2 separate regions of the Macaca mulatta genome follow, and region 1 is linked to region 2. A link is a contact called in public Hi-C data. All regions are on one chromosome and are shown on one strand. The core of a region is the stretch at or near the end of the contact, and the rest is flanking DNA. Distances in the headings are between cores, read along the strand shown. Region 1 holds the start of ZC3H10 (zinc finger CCCH-type containing 10). Region 2 holds the start of GDF11 (growth differentiation factor 11).

What was found. A called contact is a pair of places that touch in the nucleus more often than the background predicts.
Region 1: a Hi-C map of fetal cortex germinal zone shows a contact between it and region 2, with 3 times the contacts expected there. The contact joins the promoter of ZC3H10 here to the promoter of GDF11 in region 2. A contact is called at or near these places in 2 of 14 Hi-C or Micro-C datasets (fetal cortex germinal zone and fetal cortical plate).

The regions. Positions count from the first base shown.
Region 1 is chr11:63,266,151-63,270,980 of T2T-MMU8v2.0, forward strand. ZC3H10 (zinc finger CCCH-type containing 10) reads left to right here and starts at 2,711. Exons shown (of 3, transcript XM_001114150.5): 1 at 2,711-2,763; 2 at 3,540-3,603. LOC107000892 (a long non-coding RNA gene) reads right to left here. Exons shown (of 5, transcript XR_013401160.1): 5 at 4,640-4,830. It also overlaps LOC708858.
Region 2 is chr11:62,892,642-62,897,931 of T2T-MMU8v2.0, forward strand. GDF11 (growth differentiation factor 11) reads left to right here and starts at 3,478. Exons shown (of 3, transcript XM_015151924.3): 1 at 3,478-4,117. The coding sequence starts at 3,673.

The sequences.
Region 1 (4,830 bases), core at 1,461-3,960, 370 kb after region 2:
CTTCCTATGTTCTGAAATCTTAGGACCTTCGATGGTTCCGGAATCGAATCACCCTGAAGCAATTTATTTTAGTGGCTCACGCCTGTAATCCCAGCACTTTGGGAGGCCGAGGCGGGCGGATCACAAGGTCAGGAGATCGAGACCACGGTGAAACCCCGTCTCTACTAAAAAAAAATACAAAAAATTAGCCGGGCGCTGTTGTGGGCGCCTGTAGTCCCAGCTACTCGGGAGGCTGAGGCAGGAGAATGGCGTGAACCCGGGAGGCGGAGCTTGCAGTGAGCCGAGATCGCGCCACTGCACTCCAGCCTCCAGCCTGGGCGACAGAGCGAGACTCCGTCTCAAAAAAAAAAAAAAAAAAAAAAAAAAAAAAAAAAAAAAAAAGAAAATAAAGCAAACCTGCTGGGCGTGGTGGCGCATGCCTTTAATCCCAGCACTTTGGGAGGCCGAGGCGAGCGGATCGCTTGAGCTCAGGAGTTCGAGGCCGGCCTGGGCAACACGGCGAAACCTCGTCTCTATTAAAATACAAAAATTAGCCAAGTGGCGCGCGCCTGTTGTCCCAGCTGCTCGGGAGGCTGAGGCGGGAGAATCGCTTGAACCCAGGAGGCGGAAATTGCGATGAGCCGAGATCCCGTCACTGCACTCCAGCCTGGGTGACACAGTGAGATCCTGTCTCAAAAAAAAAAAAAAAAGAAAAGAAAAGAAAAGAAGGCAAACCAGTAAAACAAGAATTTCTGTACAGTTCGCGCCTATCCATAGCAAAATGGAGGACTTCTCCAGGGAACTGCAACTCCCAAGAAGCAATGCGAGGGAAGGTGGCAGTTACTATTTTTTCCCCGTGGGCACCTCTCGATCCAATATGGGAAATAGGTGCTAACGTTTAACACAGCGTCCTCATACTAAATCTGGGGGGGAAATGGTAACTCGAAAACCAAATACTCAGTTTTCGGAGAGAACTAACTCAACCTACTCCTCCTCAATAGGGTCCGAAAACCATTGTTACGCCCATTGGGTAACCCCGCCCCTGGGGAAAAGGGGTGGAAAGCGGAAGTGACGACACCCGGCGCTCCATTAAATAGCCGTAGACGGAACCTCGGCTTTCTCTCGGCCTTAGCGCCATTTTTCTGGGTGAGTGTGTTTGCTTCCTGTGATCGGATTCCGCGTACAATCCGTAGACATCTGACCTCGACACTTACCATCATCACACCAAACTAACTGTAGCCTTTCTCTCCTTCCCTGTAGAAACCTCTGCGCCATGAGAGCCAAGGTGAGCGGTTCCTGGTAGTAAGCTTGGGAGGTAGGAGTTGGCGAGTAGTAGGGGGAGACTAAGGCAAGTCCGCCATACCTCCTGAACTACTGGGTTTCAAGGGTACCAAGAGCTGGTGGGAGAGGAAAAGTAGTTTGTAAGAGAGCTAGCGGTTAAGTGCTATGGGTAGAGAGGGTGGGAATTAGAAAAGGGTGGAATTCTGATTTTATGTTGCGAGGGTGTCCAAGTTACTGATGTAGTTGCTACGACCAATCTCATACTTGGTTAAGAATCTGCCCGGTTCTAAAGAGTGCATTTCATATCCCTCCTAAGCCTACTAATAAGCTTTATCTCTCTTTTTTTTTTAAAAATTATCTGCTGCTTGTGAACGGTTGCTAGTGGAGGAAGAAGCGAATGCGCAGGTATGTTGGAGACTTTGCCAGCCCAGGAGGAGGGAAGTTCCTTGGACAAAACTTAGCAGAAACATTTGGTTTGGAAATCTTAAAAGATCTTCAGGAGAAAAATGTTTGAGTATTTTCTTCCTAGAGCAAAGGATAGAACAGAGGACGATAGAACCGTAGTGCTTGTTCATTTTACCACCTCATGTTATGTGCACGTTTGATTTAATGTAGGAGGGAAAGAACTCTGGTTTGAGAATAGGTGTATTCCATTCCTGTGTCTGCTTTTCAGGCTGAAGCGCAAAAGAAGAAAGATGAGGCAGAGGTCCAAGTAAACCGCTAGCTTGTTGCATCGTGGAGGCCACAGGAGCAGAAACATGGAATGCCAGGCGCTGGGGATGCTGGTACAAGTTGTGGGACTGCATGCTACTGTCTAGAGCTTGTCTCAATGGATCTAGAACTTCATCGCCCTCTGATCGCCGATCACTTCTGAGACCCACCTTGCTCATAAACAAAACTGCCCATGTTGGTCCTCTGCCCTGGACTTGTGACATTCTGGACTATTTCTGTGTTTATTTGTGGCCGAGTGTAACAACCCTAAAATAAATCACCTCTTCCGCTCTTTTAGCTGAAGAATTAAATCGTCTTGTCTATTATGTTTTTTATGGTTCCATCGGGTGGGGGTTTTCTATCATTACAGTTTGCCCTGTCACTGCCTGTGCTATGGAGGATATCAAAGGCAACAGCCCGGGTTATGTGGTGTGGTTTGCATGGAGCTGGATGGGATATGATGTATCTTTGGAGGCAGGTTTTAGATTTCGCGGGTTATTTGGGGCCAATGCTGGTACCGCCCCTACCTTCCAGGAGGCCTCCCTTGACGACTACTGCTTAGTAGACTACATCGCGCCTTTGGGTTAGGTTGCCATGGTGACACGCAAAGCGTGGTGGGAACTTCCTGCGGCATGTCGCACGCCTACTTTGTACACCATAGAGTATGGTTCCGGGTCTGGTGGCTAGAGCGTCACTTCTTCCGCAGGAAGCGGAAGAGCGATCGGGTGGGCGGCTCTTTGTCGAAGCTAGAGGACCGGCAGGCGGCAGCAGCAACTACGGCGGCGGCGGCAGGTGAGGGAGGCGGGAGACTTAGGTGGAGGCCGCGCCCGGAGGGGAGGAGTCGGGGCCGGCCCAGCGACTGGGCTCGGCTGGGCCACACAAGGCCCCCCAGAACCGAGCTGGCTCGTCCTCACACCCCAGCGCAGTGCCCCTTTTCTGACTGACCCCGCATCGCGAGCAAACGCCAGCTTCGTGACGTCACAACCCTGCCCATCCCCTCAGCTTGATGACACCTGGAGCCCCAGCTCCCCGCTTCACTTCGCGCGCCCTTAGTGTCCCTTTCACGTAGCCCATGGCTGAGCGCCAGCGGCACTGCACGGAACCTGCCAAGCTAGAAGACTTGCTGCGGGAAAACTCCTAGGACTTTTTTCGCAAACTCTAGGGTGTTGGGAAGCGTCACAATCACTGCCTCCAAGTCTAATCGGCCATCCCACTGCACTGTCAGGCGCTGCCCTTTTAAGGTTCCTCACTAGCCATTACTCCAATCCTTAGCCGGGCTCTGACCCTCACATCCTCTTTCATCTTGATGCAGGGCGTCCCGCACCCTTTGTTCACTCAGAGCTGGTTTTCCAACCCATGCTCCCAGTCCTTCCGAATTAGTTTTATCTCTTACTCTTCTTACTGGCCACTTCTCCCTTGGACAGGTGAAGTTCAGTTTGAACCCTGAGAAAATCCTGACGTTCCCTAAGCTTTGCCGTTTTGTCAGATTTCTTTCTTGTGACAACCACCCCATAGTCCTCCACTCTTACCCCTCCTTCCACCCAAGTCTCTGTTTTTTTCCTGCTCAGAACCCAGCAGTGATGTGGAGGTGGAGACCCACAGGAGCCCCGGACTTCACCTGAGCTACCTCAGGTATCAATTCTGGGAGAGTTGGGTGGGGAGGAGCATCATATCTAATTATCTGCTGCTGGTGCGACTTGCAACGTGAGCCAGGTTTGGATAGATGGCATTTGTACTTCACCTGGTCATTCCCTTTTACTAAAAGTTTGTATCTTTTACCACTTCTTTCCTTGATTGCTTCTATTATTCTGGGACCAACTCCCTTTAGAGGAGGAGGACCCTCTTACAGATTCTCATGTAACTGTGGTCTCTGGTTTGGTTCGTTCATTTTAGGGAGACCTAAAGGCAAAGTCACAGCAGTGGGATGGGGTAGGTCAAGGCCAAAGTAATCAGGAAAGATTCCCTTATGCTCAAAGGGAACAATGTGAAGTTTTCCTATTTCAGCGGCAGAGGGAGCCTGAACACCGCATAGGAAAGGCTTGGGAGGTCAGACACGTGGTAGCAGGGACTCCAGGTCTTACTAGGGGTGGAGAGAGGGGAGGGCTAGAACCAGGGCAGTGGACTGACATTCCAAAGCTCTCTTGGGAAATAGGAGACTTAAAAAGCTTTTATGGAGTCTATAAATAAAGAGGATCTTTATGGGTTGAGGAATGGTGTGGCTGGATGTCAGTGGGATCTTCACAGAGGGGAGTAGGAAGGGGGTGGAGAATGGGGAAAGGTCACTTGTTCCTGTGAAATTAACTCCTTCCCACCTTGATCTTATCACAAATGGTTTGTCCTGGAAATCTAGAAGTGGAGATTCTAACTTAGAACTCATACCCTGAAATAGAGGGGGCTGACCTCTCTGCCGCTGACAGTGATGGTGGGTAGGAGGGAATACTAAAATATGACAAGTTTTGAGACTCCCCTCAAGCTGGTGACACCAGTCTCTTCACCCAGGATTTCTTGGCTTCTAGAGATTTTATACGTACAGAGCCCTCACCTGAGGAAAAGGAAAAGGGGTTAAGGAAGTTTTGTTACCATCTTCTACAACCCTAGTAGCTCAGTAGTAGCCCATCTTGGGCACTATTCCCAGTTTCCTCCCAGACTGTTCACATACTGACTGCAGTTTTAATTTCACTTCCACAACTTTAATAAGGTCAGCTCAGAAGGAAAGATGAAATCCAACACTTATTTTTTCCCTGCTCCCTCCTGGGCCTATCGTCATTAGTGAAATTAGGTGGCTTCACCCCAACTCCTTCCCTCCTCTGTTAGCCAGGCAAGTGTGAATCATTCTGACCCAGACCAGGTGCACAAAAG
Region 2 (5,290 bases), core at 2,228-4,727:
ACTTGTCCAAGTTCACACAACCAGAAAGGAAGAGAGCTGGGACTTGAGCCTAGCCAGTCTACTTCTAGTCTAGAAGCTAGGTGATTAATCTCCATACCTCACAGAATGGTGCAGATATATCTGGAAGAAGCAGCTACTCTATACCTGAAGTCAGGAAAGGATTCTTGGATGGGATCTATGCTGAGACCTAAAGAAAGAGTAAACTTGGCCAAGAGATTGGTGGGTGGAAGGGAGTGGAAGCAGTCGGGTGAGTTGTTCCAGGAAGAAGAAACAACCTGTGCAAAGATTCAGAAATGATCAAGAGGACAAGGGTGAAACACAACATTCAAGTTTCTAGCCTGGATGATTGTCATTCACTAAAGTGAAAAGCTGCAGGATGGGACACATTTTAGGGAGAAAGAAAGGAGGAGTTCTCTAACCTGTGATGTTTGAAGTGCCTTGAAACACCCAGGCATCTGGCCTAGAGTTCTGGCTGGTCCTGTTTACTTTTTTCCTTCTTTTTCTTTCTTTCTTTCTTTCTTCTTTCTTTCTTTCTTTCTTTCTTTCTTTCTTTCTTTCTTTCCTTCTTTCTTTCTTTCCTTCTTTCTTTCTTTCTTTCTTTTTCATCCTTCCTTCTTTCCTCCTTTCTTTCTTTTTTTTTTTTTTTTTTTGACAGAGTCTCACTCTGTTGCCCAGGCTGGAGTGCAGTAGCATGATCTCAGCTCACCGCAACCTCCACCTTCCAGGTTCAAGCGATTCTCCCACCTCAGCCTCTTAAGTAGCTGGGATTACAGTCACACACCACCATGCCTGACTAATTTTTGTATTTTTAGTAAAGACGGGATTTCACCATGTTGGCCAGCCTGGTCTCAAACTCCTGACCTCACGTGATCCACCTGCCTCAGCCTCCCAAAGTGTTGGGATTACAGGCATGACCCACCGCGCCCAGCCTTCCTAGTGTCTTTTCTAGTTTATTTGTTCTCTGAGGAAAGGAGCTGAGTCTTACTTACTTTTGCATCTCATTTATCTTTGCACCTGCCACTAGATACATGTTTGGTGAGGAAGTGAAGTCTGTACTACCTTCTCTAAGGGAGGAGGAGAAGAAGGTGACACCAACTTTGCTCTCACAGCCTTTCCAATTTTGCTGAAGAAATGACATCAGAGAAACATTTTAGAAAATAGGATATGCTAGAATATGTGCTAAAGGCAATCACTGCTCTGGAAAATCAGAAAGGAAAGGAAGAATCATGAAAGAGAAGAAGCCCATGAAGGCCACTATCAATTGCTTATATGTAATCCTCACAACCAGTTAAGGGTAGGAATTGTGACCCCCATATTATAGATGAAGGAACTTGATGAAACACTGAAATGCCCATGTCTTGGTTGAAAGCAAGGGAGGGAACAAGCTGTCTAAGTTTTTATTCCAGTCTGCTTTGGTTTCAGTTTCTGTTGCCCATGGAAATGGATTGTCTCTTCAAAGCTCCCCAGCTTGCCCAGCTTGGTCCTCCTAACCTCTACCCAACCTCCTCCCCTCATACCCAGATCCCCAGTTTCTTCCCTTATTCTACTACAGTTCCTCAACCCAACTGTATCCTTATATCTGGTACTCCTGATGCCTATGCCAGCCCAACTTTAAGATATCTTATTGGGCTTTAATTCCAGAGAGGAAACCAATGCCCCTCTATTCTGAGAAGCCCAATAATAAAGTTCATCAATTTATTAAATAAACATTGTGGATGCCAGGAAATTAGCAAGACCTGATTCCTTCAAACATTTTCTTTTTTCTTTTTTTTTTTTTTTTTGAGACGGAGTGTCTCTCTGTCGCCCAGGCTGGAGTGCAGTGGCACCATCTGCCATCTCAGGTCACTGCAAGCTCCGCCTCCCCGGTTCACGCCATTCCCCTGCCTCAGCCTCCCCAGCAGTTGGGACTACAGGCGCCCGCCACCACGCCCGTCCAATTTTTTGTATTTTTAGTAAAGACAGTGTTTCACTGTGTTAGCCAGGATGGTCTCGATCCCCTCACCTCGTGATCCACCCGCCTCGGCCTCCCAAAGTGCTGGGATTACAGGCATAAGCCACCGTACCCAGCGTGACCCAAACATTTTCGATTTGACTATTGCTCCAGGGCTTTCAGATCCAGAAATAAGCCTGGAAAACCTGAAGTCAGAAGTTAAGCACCTTCAAAACAGTTTTTCACCTTAGTACTGTTCTACTCTGCTCTCTGGCTGTGTCCAGGGTCACACCTGAAGACTAGGGCTGGTCCCACATCTGTATTTCATCTCGTGCATCTGAGCGCAGACTTCTCTCCCATGCTCACCCTTGCAACCTCCATCCCCTTCTCAGACTTCTCAGACCCTGCAGATCCAAAGATATAGCTAGAAATCCAGAAATCCAGATTTCTCCTCAAGTATAGCAGCCTCCAGCCATCTCCTTCCCACCCCTCCCCCAGTGGCCTCTAGCTCCTGCCTTTTCCAGCCAGCTGACTCCCTTAGCCCTGTTAAGCCCCAATTTCAAGCTCAGTCTTCCCAGCTCTATGTCTTCCCTCTGTTTCAGTTCTTCCCATCACCTCTCCACCTTCTTAGGTTGTCCCTGACCTCTTCCTCTCCTAGTCCCCTTAATCCCTCTGATGAGCCTAGCCTGATGCTTCCTTCCACGGCTTCTTTGAGCATCTTCTTTGGGCTACCTCTGATGGCTAGAGCTCCTCTGGTCTCAAGTTCTCCACCTCTGTCCCCTGGGCTCTCCGTGCTCCCACCGAGGCTGACTCTTGTGGCTCCTTCTCTCAGGAGTTTCTGCCTTTCCTCTCCCCCACCCCCAATCCCCTGCACCTACCTCCTCAGGGGCTCCCTTGGTATCTCCCTGTCTGTGCCCCTCTCTCTCCTCCCCAATCCTGATTTCTCTCCCCACCTCTCTTTCCCAGGGCACTCCTCTGTCCTGTGTTCCTCTGCCCCTGTTCCCATCTCCATGACCCCCGATCTCTTGTGGTCTGGCTCTGTAGACCTCTGTCTCCCCCCGTCTAGTGGTACCCCTCTTCTCCCCATTTTTGTCTCCACTCTAACTCTCCCACTAGTTGTCCCAGTCTTTCTCCTCCTTGGTTCTGTGTCTCCCACAGACACACTATTTCCCTCTCTAGCTAAGTCTCTCACCTCTGCATCTTCCCCCTGACTCTTCTTTTCCTCCTTTGTCTCTCCCTCTCTCCTCCTCCTCCTTTTCCTATCTCTGTCTCGTCCCCCTTTTTCTCTCTGATTCTCCTTGGTCTCTCTGGCTCTGACTTTCCCCTATATCCGCCCCCCCCCCGCCCCCTCATATCTCTGTCTCTTCATCTCTCTCTGGCCCTTGCTCCCTCACTCCCTCCCTCTCTCTATTCCTCGGATCTCTCCGGCTCCCTCTCTCGCCTCGGATGACAGCGCTGCCTCTTTTGTTGGCTCCGCAGCCAATCGCGGCCGCTGACGACACGGGGGCCGGGGCTATAAAGGGCCTGGCCCGGGCTCGGGCCCCCCCAGCCGCCCGCCCCGGCCGCCCGCCCGCCCCGCCCGCGCGCCCGCCGCCCCCGGCCCCCCGGGTCCCCCCTCGGCCGGGCAGCCCCCAATCCCGCGCCGCCCGGACCCCCTCCTCCTCCCTCCCTCCTCCCTCCGCCCCCTCCCCGCGGGACTCCGGCGTCCCCGCCCCCCAGTCCTCCCTCCCCTCCCCTCCAGCATGGTGCTCGCGGCCCCGCTGCTGCTGGGCTTCCTGCTCCTCGCCCTGGAGCTGCGGCCCCGGGGGGAGGCGGCCGAGGGCCCCGCGGCGGCGGCGGCGGCGGCGGCGGCGGCGGCAGCGGCGGGGGTCGGGGGGGAGCGCTCTAGCCGGCCAGCCCCGTCCGTGGCGCCCGAGCCGGACGGCTGCCCCGTGTGCGTGTGGCGGCAGCACAGCCGCGAGCTGCGCCTAGAGAGCATCAAGTCGCAGATCTTGAGCAAACTGCGGCTCAAGGAGGCGCCCAACATCAGCCGCGAGGTGGTGAAGCAGCTGCTGCCCAAGGCGCCGCCGCTGCAGCAGATCCTGGACCTACACGACTTCCAGGGCGACGCGCTGCAGCCCGAGGACTTCCTGGAGGAGGACGAGTACCACGCCACCACCGAGACCGTCATTAGCATGGCCCAGGAGAGTAAGTGGGCTGCGGGGCGCGAGCAGTGGGGTGCTGGCTCTGGCCCCGCGATGGGCGCCTTCTGCTCCAAGCGGGGCGCTCCCTGCTGCCCCGGCCCGGAAGCTTTTCCTGCGAAAACTTGACGAATTAGGGAGCGGGGGCTACTTCATAGAAGTTTTTCGAGCGATGGAGATGGGCTGCAAAGTTGTATGCACGCCCAGTTTCCGGAGGTTGGGGCGGGGGGAAATGGGGCGGGTTTCGAGATACTGCCTTCCACCCCCAGTATGCGAAAAAGACCGTTGTTGGAGTCCGGGGAAGCTGGGGCTGGGCAGCGACTCTGTCCTGAAGAGCCGTGGCTGGGAGGCTGGAGAACAGAATCGGGAGGCTGCAGGACCCCCGCAGCCCCAGCTGGACTGCAGTGCTCCCTGCCTCCCAGTGGCCCTGGCGCTAACTCCCCACTCCGTGCTCCTTTCGCAGCGTGCCCACTCGGCTGCAGAGAACTGTGTGCTCTCTCCCAAGAATAGGGTCCCAGAGCCTGTACACCTCCTGGCAACCCAGCTGGCACCCTTTCCATCCTGAGCCTTGTCTCAGACCGGGTATCCGAAGGGGTGGAAAAGCTGTGCCTTCTTGATACTGACCGAGCTCAGAGAACTCAACTCCATTGCGCTGGGGGCTAAGGACACTCATTGGCTACTCAAACCTTAGTGTTCCATCCCTTATTTGCCCGCCCCTACCGCAGCTGGACTTGAGAGAGAGGAAGACCTAGGAAAAAAGAGAAAGAATAGATGGGGGAGCGGGAACCCAGGCATCCGAGCCCCTGACCAAACGGAAGATGAACATATATAATAGACATGAGCTGCTTTGAAATTTTATGACCTGGAAAATCCAGGCGAATACTACACCCGTCCCCCCACCCCCGCCCTTTCCAGCTCTCCCTAGGGTCAGGTGACTCCTTCTCCTCCTCCCCCACTGAGGTCTCCCCCCTCCCCAACTACAGGGAACCAGGCCTCTCTTATTCCCTAGTGGTTTGGCAAGGTTCCCCCCTTCCCACAGCCCCCTGCAACACACACAGAGTTTGGTTTTATGGCTGTGAACAGAAGACGGGGGAGACTGGTTTATTGGCAGATGGGTCATAAAAAGCTGGGGGCTGAGGGGAGTCCCAGTGGCCCACCCCCATGGGAGAGGCACAGGAAC